Regions from separate parts of the Culex pipiens genome. Here region 2 is linked to region 1. Evidence: chromatin contacts called from public Hi-C data. All regions are on one chromosome and are shown on one strand. Each heading gives the region's core, a stretch centred on a gene start, on an enhancer-like site or on the middle of the called end of the contact. The rest is flanking DNA. Distances are from core to core; before and after follow the strand shown. Region 1 holds the start of LOC120416626 (protein GUCD1). Region 2 holds the start of LOC120416642 (RNA cytidine acetyltransferase).

Evidence for each region. A called contact is a pair of places that touch in the nucleus more often than the background predicts.
Region 2: a contact with region 1 is called in a Hi-C map of embryo, with 2.4 times the contacts expected there. The contact joins the promoter of LOC120416642 here to the promoter of LOC120416626 in region 1. A contact is called at or near these places in 2 of 3 Hi-C or Micro-C datasets (embryo and whole pupa).

The regions. Positions count from the first base shown.
Region 1 is chr2:123,372,187-123,378,050 of TS_CPP_V2, reverse strand. It overlaps LOC120416626 (protein GUCD1), which reads right to left and starts at 2,042. Exons shown (of 5, transcript XM_039578433.2): 1 at 1,654-2,042; 2 at 1,472-1,595; 3 at 1,230-1,417. The coding sequence starts at 1,829. LOC120416631 reads right to left here. Exons shown (of 1, transcript XM_039578438.2): 1 at 2,556-5,864. The coding sequence ends at 2,556.
Region 2 is chr2:123,601,037-123,606,797 of TS_CPP_V2, reverse strand. It overlaps LOC120416642 (RNA cytidine acetyltransferase), which reads left to right and starts at 2,084. Exons shown (of 4, transcript XM_039578452.2): 1 at 2,084-2,402; 2 at 2,465-4,088; 3 at 4,147-5,216; 4 at 5,282-5,455. The coding sequence starts at 2,200. The coding sequence ends at 5,405. It overlaps LOC120416648 (asparagine synthetase domain-containing protein CG17486), which reads right to left and starts at 1,698. Exons shown (of 3, transcript XM_052708197.1): 1 at 1,565-1,698; 2 at 1,088-1,502; 3 at 1-1,027. The coding sequence starts at 1,624.

The DNA.
Region 1 (5,864 bases), core at 793-3,292:
CAAGCGCTTGCAGGATCTCTTCGAGCATCGTCCACGTCGTAAGCGACTGGTCTCATCAGCGTTTCGTACATGGTACACTTTGTACGCCGGGAAAGGTGACCAGACCTTAAGGTCTTGTGGAGAGTCCATAGTAGGCACGACTACCGGTGATGATGCGCCTCCGAATTTCTCTGCTGCAGTTATTATCCGACATCATCAACGATCCGAACTACATAAACTCCTCCACGACCTCGAACTCGTCCCCGTCGATCGTCACGATCGGTCCTATGCGAGCCCTAAGGGACTCGTGCCCCGCATGAAGCCCGCCCGCCCCCTAACACATTCAAGCCCAATGTTGAAACAGAGGCCGGAGATACCGTCGCAGTAACTTGCGCGATTAGATCGGGTTGTACAAAGGACCAGAAATCTTCATGCTGCACCGTTCCCCGTCCATCGTTGATTTCACCATTCTGATCAGCTATCCGGGAAAGCCGTTCTCGTACATGACATTCCATAGCACTTCGCGATCGGTCGAGATCGATTTCCCCTCCATGAAACCGGCCTAGTACGTACCAACGAAATCCTTTGCTCGCTCCGACACATGACAGAAGGTGATCTGAGAAAGCACTTTGTAGTCCGCGTTAAGAATTGTGATGGCTCGGTTGTTCTCATTGCAACATGTCCCTGTTCCTGTAGATTGGACACATACTCCATCTTTCCACTCCTCAGGTAGCTGTTCTGTGTCCCAGACTTTGACTATCGGCCAGTGTAGGCAGGCTGTCAGTTTGTCCGAGCCCATATTGATGAGTTCAGCTCCGATAACATCTTTATCAGCTGCTTTGTTGTTCGTCAGCTTCTTGATGGCATCCTCAACTTCCCTCATCGCTAGTGCTGGTTCGTCCCCGTCGTCCACCATACGTTGTTTTTTCATCGACCTGGTACTCCGCCCGTTCAAGTGCTCACGCTCATCCGTCAAGATTCCTGCGTCCTTTCTGCGTCACATTTCGGCTCGCGGCATGGAGCCTATGACTGAGTTTCTTGTAGAACCTAGCACTCCAACGTTTTCAAACGGCGCTTTTTTATCCCGGAAGAGATGGGATTACACCCACGGCGCGACGAGGTGTGCCGTATTGCTGTTGTGAATAACTCAGTGAATCAAGGTTCTTGATCAATTCGAAGATCGATGAGTCTGTTTGACAGTCACAGGCAGGGTTCCGAGGTTGACATCTAAAAGGTTGTTTGTTCCTTACCTCAGCTCCAACGACAGCTTGTTAGCTTTGCACAAGTCACAGTGCAGTAGAGAGGCGTTGGTCAGCATAATGATGGGACCATGGTTGGCTAAATGCTCGATCAAGAACGACGTTTGAACCGACTTGATCTCAATAAGAATGCCAATCCGCGATGCGTTTTCAAACTTTTCATTTACGCGCGTCTCGTCCTGCAAAAAACAACTCATGAACATCCAGCAGCCAAACGACGACCTTCAACTCACAGCATTGAAGCACTTGTAATACTCCTTGCCCACGTGCGACGGGTTGGCCCCGAACGTCGTGGTCAAGTACCTATGCTTTAGGCCAAAGTCCTTGAGAATATAACACAGGTCGATAGTCCATGTGCTGAAATAGAAGACCTTGGCATTAATTTCAATCACGCACTGCTGCTGCTGACCCCTACCTTTCTCCGAATCCACCAGCTGTGCAAATTTCCTTGAAATTGGCCAGGAACTGCTGCTTTTCCTGGCGGCCCAGCAGCATAATGATGCAGGACAGGCCACAATCCCAGTCGTAACGCTGCCGGAAGTGAACCAACGGGTGCTCAAAGAACGCGGGCAAGGTCTTGGGGGGACACATCTTCACGACATCAATCACTTGAATCTGGCACAAATCTGAGCGAGACACTTTTCATACATTTTTTCGTCGCGTTTAGGCCTCTCACTAGTTCACCATGTGAACAATGAATCAGCCCTTATCAGAGGAACAGAATTAACAACAAAGCGCGCGATGGATATGGTCGCCTTCTGCGGTGCACCGAGAGGAAGACTGTTTTTGAAGAACAAGAGTGGGCCAAATGACAAGAGCTTCGTTTTGCGTTGAATGGTGGGGAACACTTTGCGACCCAATTTATTTTTTATTCAGAATCTGATCTGATCTGAATCTGATAAAAAAAAAAAATAGAACATTTTATACAGCATTGCCATGGCGTTCTCGATTGCGAGATTCCTATTCGAAACTAAGCTTCCATCCACCCCGAGATTCGAACTGACGACCTTTGGATTGTGCGTCCAACTGCCTACCAGCGATTCCACCGAGACAGGACCCAGGGAGACGCGTCTCCTACACCTGGACTGAGCTGACGATCTAACTTCTAAGTTAGACCGGGGCCAACATTTACTTCCCCGTCCGAAGGAAAGTGATGTGTCCGGAAACGAATGAAACACGTGTAGTACAAAACGTAAGAGCGAATATATTTCGTACTGGTTTGCGTGGTTGTTGAAACCGAACTTAATTTTCTCCACCACCCACAGGCGCAGCCTACTGCGATGGGCGCTCGATGGTGGGGATGGAACATCTCCCCCCTTATTTCATCCAGAAGTTGGAAAATCTTCCTGGAAGCTTGATTGCGCGTTGTCCTCGTCCTCCACCAGCTGGCGCGCCTTGAGGTGCTTCAGGTACCGGATGTCCTTGTCCTCCAGAAGCTCGTCCCGCCGGGAGAGCGGCAGGTGCCGGTGGTTCTACAGCTGCGTCCTCGAACTCTGCTTCGGATGAACCGGATTGCTCCTGATCGTCAGATTCTTCAGAGTCGTCGTCCGAGAATTCCGGATCGCTGTCGTCAACTGGAACAGGAACTGGCACTGGAGTTGCAGGCACTGGTGCTGCTACCGCATCGGCCAATCCAAAACCGTCGAAAAAGATCGAGAGCGGCGTCGGCTCTGGCGAGGCTGTGGTCTCGGGAAATCGTGTCTTCAACTGGTTTGCGTGCGAACGGATCAAGCGTCGGCGGTCGTCGAGGAATATGTTGTAGTTGACTCTGCCGATCTTCTCGATCACGGTACCAGCCTCCCACTGCCAGGAGTTGGCACGATGGACCTGCGCGAAGACGGCATCGCCGTGCTTGAAAATCCGTTGGATCGCACCGTGCTTTTTGTTAAAAGCGTCGTTCTGCTTCTCCGCCCTAGCGCTGGTGCTTGGCGAATTGTCCTTGGTCGGTTGAAGGAGAGCAGAAATGGTCCGGACTGGCCGGCCGAACATCACTTCCGCCGGAGACTTGCCATCGAGATCGCTGGTTGGGGTCGAGCGGTACACTTGCAAAAGCGTCTGCAGTGCTTCCTCCAGGGTTTCTCCCCCCGCGCGAATTTTGCGAAGGCTTCTCTTCAGCGTGTCCACAAATCGTTCCGCCGATCCGTTTGATTGTGGGTGGAACGGAGCGGTTCGAAGGTGGCAAATTCCCAGCTTGGTGCAGAACTCCTTGAACTCGTGGCCAGTGAACTGGGTTCCGTTGTCGGAAACAATAACCTCCGGAATACCGAACGTAGCGAATGACTGGGTCAGCAGCTTGATGGTGGTCTTCGCTGTCATCGTTCGAGTTGCGTACACTTCGGGCCATTTGGTGAATGGGTCGACCACCACCAGGAAGTACACGCCATCCACGGGACCGGCGTAGTCGATGTGGATCCGGGACCACGGCTTGCTTGGAGTTGGCCACGATTCTAAGCACGTTTTGGTGGGTGCTTTTCCAGCGATGGAGCAAGGGTTGCATCGCTTAACGAAATCCTCTATTTCGTTGTCTAGTCCGGGCCAGTAGACGAAACTGCGCGCAATCGCCTTCATGCGGACCATTCCAGGATGTCCACGGTGGAACTGTCGCAAAATCTGGGACCGGAACTGGTTCGGAACCACCACTCGGTCGTGGAACATCACGCAACCGTCGACAAGACTGAGCGATTCCCGTCGGCGGAAGTAGGGAAGAACCTCGGAGTTGGTGACCGATCCCGCGCTGCTTGGCCATCCGTCGCGGATGTACTTGACCACGGCCTGGAGTGTGGCGTTCGTCGCAGTGGCTTTTTGGAGAGCTGCGAAAGAGACCGGCACTTTGTCGATCGTGTCTGCGATGATGCTTACCAGGTCCTCTTCGAGTGTGAGTGCTGCCACGACGTACTCCTCTTCCGGTTGGATGGTACGGTCGATGAGCCGAGACAACATGTCGGCACAACCGAAGTCGCTCGTGGACACATGCTGGATCTCGAAATCGTAGTTCAGCATCGTGAGTGCCCAGCGTTGGAGGCGATTCGCGGTGTGCAGTGGAATTCCCTTCTTCGAGCCGAAGATGGACAGGAGCGGCTTGTGGTCAGTTTGCAGTGTGAAGGGTCGTCCCAGCAGGTACTTGTGGAACTTCGTTACCGCATATACTAACGCGAGCGCTTCCTTTTCAGGTTGTCCGTAGTGGCGCTCAGCGGGTGTGAGCGACCTTGACGCGTGTTGAACTGCCTTGAGTGAGCCATCAGGGAACTGGTGGAGTATGACGGCCCCGATGCCGGTGCTCGACGCGTCCGCGGCTACGATGATCGGCAGCTTCGGATCGTAGTGAGTTAGTAGCAGGCTTGACTGGAGCACCTCCTTGAACTTCTCGAACGCCTGCTGGCACTCGGATGTCCAACGCCACTTGGTGTCCTTCTTGAGCAGCTGGTCCATTGGGCGGCGTAGCTCGTGAAGGTTGCGCACGAATCTTCCGTAGAAGTTCACCGCGCCCAGGAACGATCGCAGTTCGGACACGTTGGTTGGTGCGGGAATGGCGGCAATCGTCCTCAGCTTCTCGGGATCGGGGCGGATGCCTCGACTGTCCACGATGTGTCCCAGATACCGAATTTGCAGCTGGAAGAAACTGCATTTCTCGGCCTTGACGTGGAACCCGTACTCCTTGAGACGTTGGAGCAACTGCTTGAGTGAAGATGCGTGCGATTTCCGGTCTGGTCCGAACACGATGACGTCGTCCATGAAGGTGCGGACGCCAGGTATGCCCGCAATCATTCCGTCCAGGAGGCTTTGGTAAGCTCCCGGCGCTGACTTCACCCCCGGAGTGAGGCGATTGTACTGGAACAGACCTCGATGCGTATTGATGGTGAGGAGCTTCTTGGAGTCGTCATCAACTTCGAGCTGAAGGTACGCATCGGAGAGGTCGATGATGCTGAAGATGGAACTGCCAGACAGCTGCGCAAAAATTTCCTCCGGTGTTGGCAGCGGGTAGTGGTTGGCTTCCAATGCTTCGTTCAGACCAGTTGAGAAATCCGCACAGATGCGAACTCTTCCGTTCGGCTTGCGCACAGCGACGATCGGAGCGGCCCACTCCGAGAATTCAACAGGTGTGATGATTCCCAGAGATTGGAGGCGGTTGAGCTCGTCGTCGACCAGGGAAATGGTGTTGAACGGAACTGGTCTTTTGGGACAAAAGACGGGCTTGGCGTTAGGTTTGAGATAAAGCTTTACCTTCGTCTTGGTGCAGTGTCCCAGGGAATCGTCGAAAACGGCCGCGTGGTTGGCTCGAAGCTCTTGAAGCTGCTCCTCCACCGACTTGACCTCGACGACGTTGCAAATGGAATCGATCGGCACGGACCACAACTCAAAGAGCTCGATCCATTCGATTCCCAGAAGGTTGAGTCCAGGCGATGACGTCACGAAGCATCTGCTGCGCTCCGTTCTGCCGTTGAGAGTGACGTCACACACGAACTCGCCGACAAGCCCGAGCGGCTGGCCGGACGCGTTGATTGCTTGAATGGAGGATGGCTGCAAACATGGCTGTCCTAGCTTGCGCCACGTTGCCTTGGCAACCACCGTTATGTCGCTGGCTGTGTCGAGCTGCAGTTGCGTAGCAACGCCGTTGATGGTGATCGG
Region 2 (5,761 bases), core at 835-3,334, 230 kb before region 1:
ATTCCATGATCGCCGATTACGCGATCATCCCGCGCCAAATTCCTACTTGGCAATCGATTCCAGTCGAGCTCCAACTCCGCCGCCAAACTCCGGAAACCCTGCTCAACTTCCGCGTCACTTGGACCATCTTTTGACCGCACGTCCCGATAGAAAGCAACCCGATGCCGGGAGTATCCGCCAAACAGTTCGTCCGCACCGGATCCCAGCAGAAGAACCCGAGCGTCACACCGATATCCGACAGCTTCATCAGTTGTTCCGTAACCACGCGACGCGAACCACAGCGCGGCCCCGATCGACTCGTCCAGCACGGACTTGAGCGGGAAGACCAGGTCGGAGATGCGGCGCTTGTGGTCGTTCAACTCCTGGCGCGTTATGTTGATTTCGACAAAGTTCCAGTGTCGATTCGGGCGTAGTCGTTGCAGTTCCTGGAGAGTGGATCTTCCCGTCACTCGATCCGGGACGTTCCAGTCGATGGGTGGAGGAGCGGTGGACGGATGTTTCTTCCCGTTTGGACGAACGATTTTCTCAAAGGCCACGTTGAGCAGATCGATTGGAGTTGAATCCGGGACGAAGCGATCGGCTAGAAGGGCGATGATCGTGCAGTCGATGCCACCGGAGAAGAGGATTCCGAGTCGTGGGTGTGGACAAGGATCGCGGGCGGGTAGACATTTTCGACAGAAAGCAGGCGTGTTGACGACCCGTTCACGTACGGATTGTTCAAGCAGTCGGATGAGGTCGTTGCAAAGGTTGGAGACTGCTGGGTTGTTTAGAAGGAGGTTGAAGACTTGATCACTATCCACGTTAGAATCTTTAAGAAGGTCGTGGTAGTTGAAGCTGATCTCGCTGTTTACTGAATGCAACCATGGAAGTTCAATTGGATCTTCGAACGTTACATTTAGAGCTGATTCCGATTCTCCCTTTTTGGTGTTCCACGGAAAGATGTGAAGATCTAGATTGTCTTCAGCCAAGTCCACGTAATAGATTCCGTTTGGGGGTAGTTCTACTGTTTTCTGCTGAACCTTGTTGCCTGTTGATTCATAGATCTCATTAGACAAAAACATCGTAAACAATTTCCCAAAGAACTCACCAAGAACACTGCTCACCAGGATTCCATCATTCGAAACAGCCACCAGTAACGAGTTCCTCCCGAAGCAATCCCGTCCAAAGTAAACCCTTCGGCGAACCTTGTCCAGCAGCACCAAACTAAACGGTCCCTTCAATACACCAAAAAGCTCCCGCAACTCCTCAGCCTCACCCCGCGTGGCCACAATCTGTCGGAACAACCACCGGGTATCGCTGTCCTCGGGTGGTCCATCGCGGCGGTCCATGAAGAGATCCCCGTTGAAGAGAAGTGCGAACCGGTCATCTTCGACGGGTTGACGGCATGGAGTCGCGCCCTGTTGCCAGAGGACCGTTCCGAGTAGGAGCACCCGCGAATCGAACTCGAGCCGGCCGGTCTCGTCGGGACCGCGGTTCTGGAGGTGGCACTGGCATTGGGATAGCTGTAAGGGTGAGCGGAGTGGGATTTAATTATTTCGGATTAATTTATTTTGAAGTCTCTTACGATCTCCTCTTGGGCGCCGGTGAAATCCGTTTTGGAAATGAAGCAAAATATTCCGCACATTTTTTTTGCGTTTTTTGACTTTTTGTTGTATTTTGTTGACCAGTGTTTGTAAACATAACATACATGAGAACTTTTCAAATGGTTGCATGCGTTTAATGATTTTTTTTAATATTTAATTCAAATTGAAATATTTATTTTTGATTTCAAAATTTAAATTTATTTTGGAACAAACCCAAATTTCTAATTCAAAGATCAAAAAGCAAAAATTTAGTTCCTTTTATCTGGATAATTTAAACGCGTGTAATGAAAGGCCGTAAGAGCAATGTCGTACCGCCCCTTTCAAATGTTGCTCCAGAATTGCACTGCAGTTTTAAAGTATTTTCTTTTCGATTTTTTCTGTACACCGTTTTCAACAAGTCTGTATCCTAAATTTAAATATCGATTTCCCTCCGTGCCGCAAAAAACAACCAATCAAAAAGAGTCACCCTGTGCTCGCCAAACTGTCAAAACACCGCCGCACTGTTTTGGTTATTCCGCCTGCGCGTGTCGTTCGAAAACACGTGAAATCCGTGGCCCGTCGGTAAATCTAGTTAATTTCGGTTCCCCGTTGGTTCCAACACCCCCCCGTCGCCACAATGGTCAAGAAAAAGATCGACAACCGCATCCGGGTGATGATCGAGAACGGCGTCAAGCTCGGCCACCGGACCATGTTCGTGGTGGTCGGGGACAAGGGCCGCGATCAGGTGCCGATTCTGTACGATATGCTGACGAAGGCGTCCGTAAAGGCGCGGCCCACGGTGCTGTGGTGCTACAAGAACAAGGACGAGGCCATTTCGAAGTGAGTTTAGTGGGGGAAATAGGTCACTGAGCGATTTAATGGAATATTGTTTTTGCTTTTAGTCACGGGAAGAAACGGGCGAAGAAGATTCAAGCCGGCAAGATCGACATCAACGAGTCGGATCTGTTCGATACGTTCCGGGTTTCGACCACGATTCACGGCAGGTACTACAAGGACACGCACACGATTCTGGGTAAAACGTACGGCGTTTGTGTGCTGCAGGATTTCGAGGCGTTGACGCCGAATTTGTTGGCAAGAACCGTCGAGACGGTTGAGGGAGGTGGGTTGATCATTCTGCTGCTGAAGACCATCAACTCGCTGAAGCAGCTGTACACGATGAGCATGGATGTGCACAAGCGATACAGGACTGAGGCCCACCAGGATGTCACGTGTCGGTTCAACGAACGGTTGATCCTCTCGTTTGCGGACTGTTCACGCTGTTTGCTGGTGAACGACGATCTTACGGTTCTTCCGCTGTCGTCGAAAACCGCTGAGGTGAGACCGGTTGAGGCCAACGCGATTCGTAAGAGTGCCAACGATGAAATGCTCGAAGAGCTGAAGGAGAGCCTCTCGGATACGCCACCGGCAGGGCCGCTGGTCAACATTTGCAAAACTCACGACCAGGCCAAGGCCGTCGCGCAGTTTATTGACGCTCTGGCGGAGAAACAGCTGAAGCCACCGACATCGTTGACTGCCGGACGTGGTCGTGGTAAGTCCGCCGCCATGGGACTGGCCATTTCGGCGGCCGTTGCGTTCAATTATGTCAATATCTACATCACTTCTCCGTCGCCGGAGAATTTGGTGACTCTTTTCGAGTTTGTCATGAAGGGATTCGACGCCCTGGAGTACCAGGAGCACACGGATTACACCATCATCCGATCTACGAATCCGGACTTTAACAAGGCCATCATCAGGATCAACGTAACAAGGAATAACCGGCAAACGATTCAGTACATTTCTCCTTCCGACGCACATCTGCTAAATGCCGCCGATCTCCTGGTTATCGACGAAGCCGCCGCCATCCCTCTCCCACTAGTAAAGGCAATGCTCGGGCCGTACCTCGTCTTCATGGCCTCCACCATCAACGGCTACGAAGGAACCGGCCGCTCCCTTAGCCTCAAACTGCTCTCGCAAATCCAAAAGGACAACAGCGCTCCACCCCCGATCAAGCTGGACGAATCAATCCGTTACAACCCGGCCGACCCCGTCGAAAGCTGGCTAACTTCTCTGCTCTGTCTGGACGCCTCGGTAGTCGCGAACCTCAACTCTGGCTGTCCCACCCCGGACGCTTGCGAGCTCTACTACATCGATCGTGACGCACTCTTCTCGTATCACCGGGCCGCCGAAGCGTTCCTGCAGCGCGTCGTGTCCATCTGCGTCTCGTCCCACTACAAAAACAGCCCCAACGACCTCCAGATGATGAGCGACGCCCCTGCCCATCACTTGTTCTGTCTGCTCGGTCCGATCACCAAGAAGGACCAGCTGCCGGAAATTTTGTGCGTGATTCAGGTCTGTCTGGAGGGGCAGATTTCTGCGCAGTCGGTGCAGAACTCGCTCGCTCGGGGTGCGAAAAGTGCCGGCGATTTGATTCCGTGGAACATTGCCGAGCAGTACGGCGATCGGGAGTTCCCGAAGTTGAGCGGGGCGCGAATTGTGCGCATTGCGACGCATCCGAATTATCAGAGGGTAAGTCCGGTTATTGCTGGCGAAGTTTTGGATTTTTCAATGTAACTCTCTATTTCAGATGGGTTACGGTAAACGGGCGCTGAAACTGCTGCGCAGTTACTACGAGGGCAACTTTGCCCCCCTCAATGATAACCCGGAAGATCAGGAAGAGGACAACGGAATTCAAAGCATCGACGACGACGAGGTTAATCTGCTGAAGGAGGTCATCGAACCCAGGAAGAAGGTTCCAACTCTGCTTAAGCGTCTAGCCGAACGACGACCGGAGCATTTGGACTACCTCGGAACATCGTTTGGCCTTACGAATGATTTGCTGCGCTTCTGGAAGAGCCAAAAGTACATCCCCGTGTACTTGAGCCAGAAGGAGAACGACCTGACCGGCGAACACTCGTGCATTATGATTTCCCCCATCAGCCACAGCATCGAGAAGGTCGAGACGAACGACTGGCTCAACCAGTACTACGTAGACTTCCGGAGGCGCGTCCTCAAGCTGTTGGGAAAATCGTTCCGCAAGTTCTCCACCGGAATGGCCCTGTCCCTGCTGGACAACCGCGCAGCCAAGATCACCGGCCAAGAGCTCACCCAAGCGACGATCGACGAAATCTTCCTGCCGCACGACGTCCAACGCCTAGAAATGTACACCCGCAACCAGGTCGAGTACAAACTGATCATGGATCTGACCCTGGACCTGGCCCAGCTGTACTTCCAGTCCAAAATGGCCAGCGCCAACATCGATTCGCTGCAAAAAGCCATCCTGCTCGGCATCGGCCTCCAGCACAAGACCATGGACGCCCTCGCCGAAGAGTTCAACATGCCCAGCGGCCAGGTGCTGGCCAAGTTTTACGACTGCATGAAGAAGCTCACCAAGTACGTGCACTCGATCCTGGAGAGCACCATCGAAAGCACAATGGCAAACGAGAGCGAGCTCAACACCGGTGCGGGACTGGTCGCCTTGGACAAGAGCATCAACGAAGACCTCGCCGAAGACGTGAAGAAGCTGCAGAAGAAGCAAAAGAAGGAGCTCGCCCGGCTGAAGAAGGAGAACCTGGACCAGTTTATGATCAAGGGCACCGACGACGAATGGAACAACGTGCTGGCGAAGAACAAGTCGACGATTATTTCGATCAAGAGGTGAGTGAACGCTTGTTTGGGCAATTGTTCACAGGTTACTGATTTTTTAATCCTTTATTTTCTAGTGGGGAGAAGCGCCCGGGAGACGCGAAAGAGCTGTCCTTTGAGGACAATGAGAACTCGTTTAAAAAGAAGAAGTCCAAGCAGCACATGGACAAGAAGCAAAAGTTTAGAAAAAATAAAGTTTGAAAACGTAGGAAAGAGTACGTTTTGCGGCTAAGCCTTCGTTAAAACAAAAATAGTTGAATTTCTTGCGATGACAAACTTGTTCTGGCTTTGCCATTTTCTCAAATTTTACGGCGGGGTTTCATACGAGCGCTATTGGATGGTCTTGTTTACTTTCGATGAAGATCAAATAATTTTGATCTCCTATCGACTAAGGGAAATTCTCGTATTTTTTGGCAGGTTAAGCACTCGCTCCTAACTCCGTCCAATTTGCTGATTCTCACTATTTAAACAACTTATTTTGCAAAACTATATATAGAAACTTGCTTGCTCAATTCCTATAGGGACGTGGCGTTACATCGTGCTGCCACCTGGTTTTT